Regions from separate parts of the Anser cygnoides genome. Here region 1 is linked to region 2. Evidence: chromatin contacts called from public Hi-C data. All regions are on one chromosome and are shown on one strand. The core of a region is the stretch at or near the end of the contact, and the rest is flanking DNA. Distances in the headings are between cores, read along the strand shown. Region 1 has its middle 39 kb from the start of SLC4A1AP. Region 2 overlaps LOC136790363 (a long non-coding RNA gene).

Evidence for each region. Hi-C and Micro-C count contacts between places; a contact is called where the count stands out from the background.
Region 1: a Hi-C map of liver shows a contact between it and region 2, with 5 times the contacts expected there. The contact joins two enhancer-like sites. A contact is called at or near these places in 3 of 7 Hi-C or Micro-C datasets (fetal liver and liver).

What each region holds. Positions count from the first base shown.
Region 1 is chr3:31,113,972-31,117,161 of Taihu_goose_T2T_genome, reverse strand. No RefSeq gene overlaps it. Among named protein-coding and RNA genes, the nearest start is that of SLC4A1AP, 39 kb to the left of the region's middle. Within about 2 kb of position 1,406, at least 1 of the 3 cell types and tissues checked has open chromatin away from gene starts, as enhancers often do. A contact at or near this core is called in liver, where this site is marked.
Region 2 is chr3:31,030,509-31,033,847 of Taihu_goose_T2T_genome, reverse strand. LOC136790363 (a long non-coding RNA gene) reads right to left here. Exons shown (of 2, transcript XR_010830187.1): 2 at 2,680-3,339. Among named protein-coding and RNA genes, the nearest start is that of TRNASTOP-UCA, 9.6 kb to the right of the region's middle. Within about 2 kb of position 1,332, at least 3 of the 3 cell types and tissues checked have open chromatin away from gene starts, as enhancers often do. A contact at or near this core is called in liver, where this site is marked.

The sequences.
Region 1 (3,190 bases), core at 157-2,656, 83 kb before region 2:
CCCAAACAGGTCAGCATCGAAGTCCAGCCCAGCATCTCATTTCTCAGATGCCATTTCCCAGCTTTAAAGCCTCGAAGCAGGCGAGTAGCCCCACTGAATTATCTATCACCAGAGGCTCAGCTGTCTGCACCCTTCTTTGCACCAGACTTTGGGAGCTCGAGCATGACCAGGGTTTGCACTGCACACTCTAACGCCTGTCGCTCAGAGAGGCCCAGAGCTCACCCAGCTCCTGGCTTGTGCGGGTGACCTCAGAAGGCATCTGATAACAGCACGGGCCAGCATCCGTCAGCTCACACGCTGGTGCCCCTCCTGAAGCCAATGCTTCCTACCAGCCTCCTCGCTCTGGACCTCTGTGAGCAGTCTGCTGTGGGTCTCTTTTCATTTGGGTGAGTAAATCTGAACAATGCTTTCAATCACTGCCCGCCTCGGCTCACAGGGGTCCCTTGAGTGCACCATGAAAGGAGAGGCACATCTGGGCTGGATTACAGGGTGGTGCAGTGGCTTTTATAGCTACAGATTCCTGCATATGTTTCTGAGCAGGACGTATATATTCGTACGTCAAAATGCAGAGAGCCCCCAGGGTTGAGGGCCTTCGTTTCCACAAGTCCTTCCTGGTTGCCCTCTCTTTGGAGGACTTTACAGACACCTTCCAGAGCCTGTGCTCTGTGCTGCTGATAATCAGCTGTCCTACTGGGCACGAAGACTTGCTTTATTTTCAGAATAGAGGCCAAACTGAGGGAGTCATTTAAGCCTGTGAGAAGTGGGTGTAACACCATGATTTACTGGCTTATTACAGCCACATAGGCACTGATTTTGCATGGGTAAGGACAACTGCAAAAAAAACAAGGGAGGAGACAAGGAGACAGAGAGTAAATCCACAGAGATCAATAACGTTACATCAGATTCACGCTGGTTAGTAAACCAAAGGTTGCTGTCTGCTCTTCACAAAGTTGGTTTATCGCAGCTCTAAAGTTTACACCACAGTCATTAAAACCAGGATCTGGCTCCTGAGGCTTTAGAAATAAACTCTTTCTCCCAAAAATCTCTTCTTTAGTGATCCGTGGGCTGAGAAAAAGAGACAATGATCTGTGGATGGAAAAGCAACAAAAAATAATTAAAATTAAAAGGCGGCAAGGCTCCAAAGAATTTACAGATGTCTCTCCTCTCCTTCCCCCCACTTCTCCGTGGTCAGCTGTAAATATTTATCTGGCAGGCTGCAGTGAAAGGCATGGCCCAAAACACTTAATCACAGTTTCAGTGTGGCTGCCCTCCAGAGCACCCCGAACTCGGGGGACGGTGCTTTGTTCTCCAGCTTTGTTTGAGGAAGGCACCTCTATTCTTGCTCGGGCAAACACAGGCTTTGAAAAGCAGCTCATAACACCTTAAATATCAACTGCTGGATTCTTTTATTGTTTTCCTCTTTTTAGGATTTTTTTTTTTCTGAAGGGCCTGATTTTCTGTTTTAAACCCGAGGGAAGGGGGTCAGCTAACCCTGCCACCCAGCTGACAGCACCTGGTGCTGTCTGCCCAACAGAAGTGGCAAAGGAGAAGTGTGAAGTTGGACTGCATCAGTCAGGAGCTTTGGGAAATCTTCCCCAGAAGCAGAAGGATCATTATATTTCTACAATTCTCCCCAAAGTGTTTCACAGGTGTCAATCAGACACAACTCCCTCTACTCCAGTGAGGGTGGCTGCTCTGGGTGCAACCTGGTAGCCCCTACATGTTGGCTGGCGCAGGAGAGGAGTGCTCATGGTTTTGGTCACAGGTGTGGTATCGTGAGGTCTCATTACCTCATTTTTAAGTCATCTGTGCTCACACGACCGATAGCCCAGGGGTTAGCCTTGCTTGGGCAATTTCCTGTGCAGACCTGGCCTGCCCAGGACATTGGGTACAAATCCTGCAGGACCAGGGGTCTGCCAGGTTCTCGCCCCACCTGCGAGTCTGGCCTCCTGACACCGACCTCCATGAGAGGCAATTGGGAAGATTTCCCAGTCCTTGATTGCACCTTCCCCCACCCCGCACAGAGCAAACCAGCCCTTAGGGCTCTAAACCCCATATATTCACTCTCCTCTACACTGCTACTTAAGTTTGCTCCTGCCTGGGCAGTGGACCACGGCCAAAATTCCCTTTCTGATAGCTCCCTGGGGGTCCCCGCGTCCCCAGGCCCCACAGGCCCCGGCGCAGCGCGCTGCCAGCGGCCGGAGCCGAGGACTGCTGCGCTGAGGGCCGCCTTCAGAAAAACAAAGGCAAAACGCTTCCAGCAAGCACGCTTCGTGTGGCTCCGCTTGCCGAGAGCAGCTGCCTTCTCCTTGGGTTGAGGTTAAGGGAACGCGTTTTGTGTTTAAAGGGGAAAACAAACCAGGAGCTTCCTCTGGGCCTCTCCGCAGACACCAGCTGGGTGTGGTGGGCAGAGGTGCCGATGCGGGGTGCCAGCGTGACACACGGGCTGCTCCTGTTTTGTCCTGTCCAAGCTGTCCCTCCTTTTTATTTCTCTTCAATTCTTCCTGCCCCTTCTTCTGCATTCAAATCCAGAGCAGTATCTAGAGGCCATAAATTCCCAGCAAAATGCCGCTGTTGAATTCCCTCAAAGGAGCCTTTGTGCTGAGCCTCTCCCGGGGGCGCACTCTCCACTCTTCCATGGAAGAGCTGGGAGAGGAGAAGGGGAGGACAGGACCACAGCACGCAAAGCTGCAGCCTCCGTGAAGCACAGGCAGCCCCGTGGGGCCTCCCTCGGGGTCTCCCCCCACTCCTGCTCAGCCCCACAGCAGCTCAGAGGTGGCCGGCGGCCATTTGGTGTCCTGGCTTCCAGCCGCCCCAACCAAAGCGTGGCCCAGTCTTCCTTCTGAGAGGAGCTGAGACGTCCAACCAAAAGCCCTATTGCCACTTCACTGCAATGATTATTGCCTCTGTCCCCAGCTGAAACACAAGTGTATTTTGTTTTTCAAAGCTCTTTGCAATTTTCTGCAGGGAGCGACGCACTTTTGCAAAGCAGATCCACGTGTGGCTTCACGTTTCCTCGCTGGCCTTCACTGCGTTGTCATTGCCTCACCGCTTATTGCACACAGGTTGGCTTACCACCTGATTGTTTCTCAGTCAGTCTTCCTGGGCGATGAGATCCGCTTCGCTTTTTCCTTCCTCGCCAAAATTTCCAGTGGAAACGCTGCTCTGTCGGCACATCTGCAAACGTGCA
Region 2 (3,339 bases), core at 83-2,582:
GGGCTGCAGTGACCATGAGGTCCTGACTCCTCCAGCCACTGGACTTTTGGTCAGTAAATCACAAAGACCTCAACAGCAGTAAGAAGCTGGTTTGCCCGCAGTATGCAGCTCTGTCCCTGTGCTTGCTCATTAGAGATGGGCTTGCATAAAATGCTAAGGTTCAAGCCTCCAAGAGCACCAACAGAGTTCGGATCCAGATGAGACAGTGCTTGGATGCTTTGGTGATTGACACCTTAGAAATTACACAGATAGACGGAGCACAGTGGAAATTGATGGGACTTTGCAGCTTTGGCTCTTCTCTGCTAGTTATAATTATTTAAGATGATGTTTCACATCGCATTCAGACTCCTGTGCAGATAGCAGCGGCAGAGAACAAGAGATCTCAGCCACCTAGGAGAGGATTATGTGGATATGACAATGTTCAAACCCACTGGGCTCTGCCACGCTGCATTATTTAAGCCCAGTAACCAAATTTAGTAACCAGCCCCTGAGGCGCTGAGAGAAAAACACAGAGCTCCCTTCCCTCACAGCCCTCTCAGCTTCCTCCCTTAAAGGAGCCATCCTTTAAGGCTTTTCCCTTCCTCTCGCGGCCCCACCAGCCAGGCCTGATTTCCCAGTGCCGGGAACAGCCGAGTCCTTTGCACGGGTGTAACGCCTGGCCCGGGTACCCGCTGTCACGCGCACTGCGAAGCCACAGGAGTCCAGTGTGGAGTTACCCCGACGGGAAACAAGATCAACCCAAGCTCCAGGCCTTCGGGATGCAGGGCACAAAAGCTGCAGCTGTACAGGGGAGCATGAGCTCAGGTGCAGGCAGGACACCCCTACGGACAGCCTGCCTGGACCACGGGCTGCTTCCCAGCCGTATAGCTCTGCCCCGACCACCCGTGTGTGCTGAGGGCGTTAGTGCCGCCCTCTCTGCCCAGACCACGTGAAGCTTTCCAGGCTCTCGCCTTCCTGGGAGCTTTGCAGCTCCAGCTAAACCCGTGCCAGCATGCGCCTGCTGGTAAAGTATGTGGGGAGAAGCACTTCTGGACACACCGACAGGCTCAGGCTTGTGCTCGGCTGAGCTCGCTCCTTGCCTCCCTCGCCCACCAACGCTGCAGCGGGCGCGAAGAGGTGGGCCCGCCTCTAACTCCCCCAGGTCTGGCCTGCCCGCAGCGGCAGGGCTTCGTCACTGCTCCACAATGTCACAGCGCCAAATGACGGTGATCATTAACCAATTTTTGAAAGCACTGAGGCAAAGGGAGCCTGGGAAGCTTGGGCAGATCCTCTTCAAAGGCCTCTCACCTGGCCTGTGCTCGGTGACCAGGCGCCAAGCCACAGCAGGCCCTTGCCTCCCCGGTAGGACAGGAGCGCCCACGTCCCCGTACGTGACCAAGCTCTCCAAAGCGATCTGTGGGAAGGAGAGGTGGAACGAGGTGAATATTTAACCAGCACTGTGTCAAGTGCAAACACATGTCCGCCGTGTTGTTTTATCATCACGGGGCATTGGTCTCGTACAGGCATTTGAGGCAACATTACTCCCCGTGGATTCTGGCAGAGCTGGCTCGGGACACCCAGCGTTTACCTCAGCATGCGAAGAGGTCATTTCAGTAAAAGCCAAGCTCGGCCTCAGGGAGCCACGAAATAGTGCTGAGACCTGCTGGTACTGTAGGTGACTCCCGACACCGTGGTTATTAACTGCAAGGCGTGCCCTCTCCCAGGCGGCGATCGGACGCCACCGCCTCTTAAAACTGTCTGCCGTCGTCTCTTAGATCCCTCCCTGGCCTTCAGCCCAATGCCCTGGAGGCAGCGAGATGGAGACTGCTGTTTACAAACACAGCCTTTTAAAACCTTGTGTGGAATGAGAAAAAGGAGCAAACCCTGCTGAAGTGCCCTGGGAGGAGCAGATCTAATCAGAGCTTGCTGGAACATCTTCCCAAGCCTCTCCTGGCATGGATGAGCCACGGCTGAGCTGCTGGGATGAGGAGCAGTGGCCGGCCAGCAGCTACAATCGTGAAGGCCAGACCTGCAAGAAAAGAGAGACTTTGGGGCTGCATGGATGTACCAGCCAGCCCACAGGCCTCGTGGACTTCTTGTTCCACTCCCAGATGCTTAGCTGTGGGTATTCAGGATTGGTCAGGCTTTTTAACTTTGTTGTTGCTGTCGTTCTTGTTTTTTTGTTTTTGTTTTTGTTTTTGTTTTTCGCAATGCTTAGTCCCGCCATGCCAACCAAACTGCAAGATGTCTGTCTTTTTATTTATCGCATACCTAGAGTGCCACGACGAATACGGCCCATTGCACCAGTTTGCCTGCGCTGCCCCTACCCCACAGTGATTTTATCTGGAAACCACAGTCTCCTTCCCAGTATTCCTGGTGTGCCAGTGGCCACCAGAGCCGACACCAGCGCTGGCCTCCGATAGATGGTGCCGGCAAGTGGGCGAAGCTCAGCGTGAGCCAACCTCGTCCCGTCAGCTCTCCCCTCCTCTGCACAGGCCTCCACCAAGGGGCTGAGGGGCTGTGCCAGCGAGGACAGCGGCTGTGCCAGAGGCACGGGTCCTTGGGGAGCCGTCCTCATCCCACACAGCTCCCCCGGGGCGCTGTCAGCTGCTGGGCGTGACGCCCCAGCACGGGGCGATGTTCTGTGAAGGCCATTTACTAGAATCCTTTCTGAGGTCTTGTCTCCCGGGGGGAAATTCCCCAGCACCGCTGTTGTGGGATAAGCTATTCTGCAATAACTTTTAAAATAGCTGCCCATGGGGACGCGGTAGGCTGGAAAAAAAACAGTCATTTTATTCTGGTGTGATCACTCCATTTCGTGAGCCAGGCTCTTTGCCCTCCCTCCCTCCCTCCCTTGCACTGGAAATCGGCATGCTCGACTCCGCTGCCAGCGCTTTGCAGGCAAGGGTTTGAGGGCCGTGGTGGCCTGGCTGTGCGGGCTGCTGTCCTCTCCTCGCTGCTTCCAAACGAGCGATACGCTGTGCAAACGTGCAGAGCTCGCGTGCCCCCCGCTCCTGGGACGGGATGCGAATCCTCAGCCCTCCCGAGGGACCCGCGTGGAAGCCAAGCTGTGAAAACACAAATAACGGCCCTGGTGAGAGCACGGCAAAGCCTTCCAGCGGCTGTGACTAACACCAAACCGCTTGGTACAGGGCTCCCTGCCTCTGCCGCTCTCGGGGAGCCTCAGAAAGGGCATCGCTGGAATCCCTGCCCGGGGAAGGGGAGCGCGGAGGAGATTTGGGCGCCCAGCCTGGGATTTCCGACGGCTGCCACGGCAGGCAGACGGGGGCCACGTGCAGCAGCGCCGAGAGCAACTCGCAGGAAGGGCAAGGCGTGAGATTGTTTGTGTGAAGCGTATAC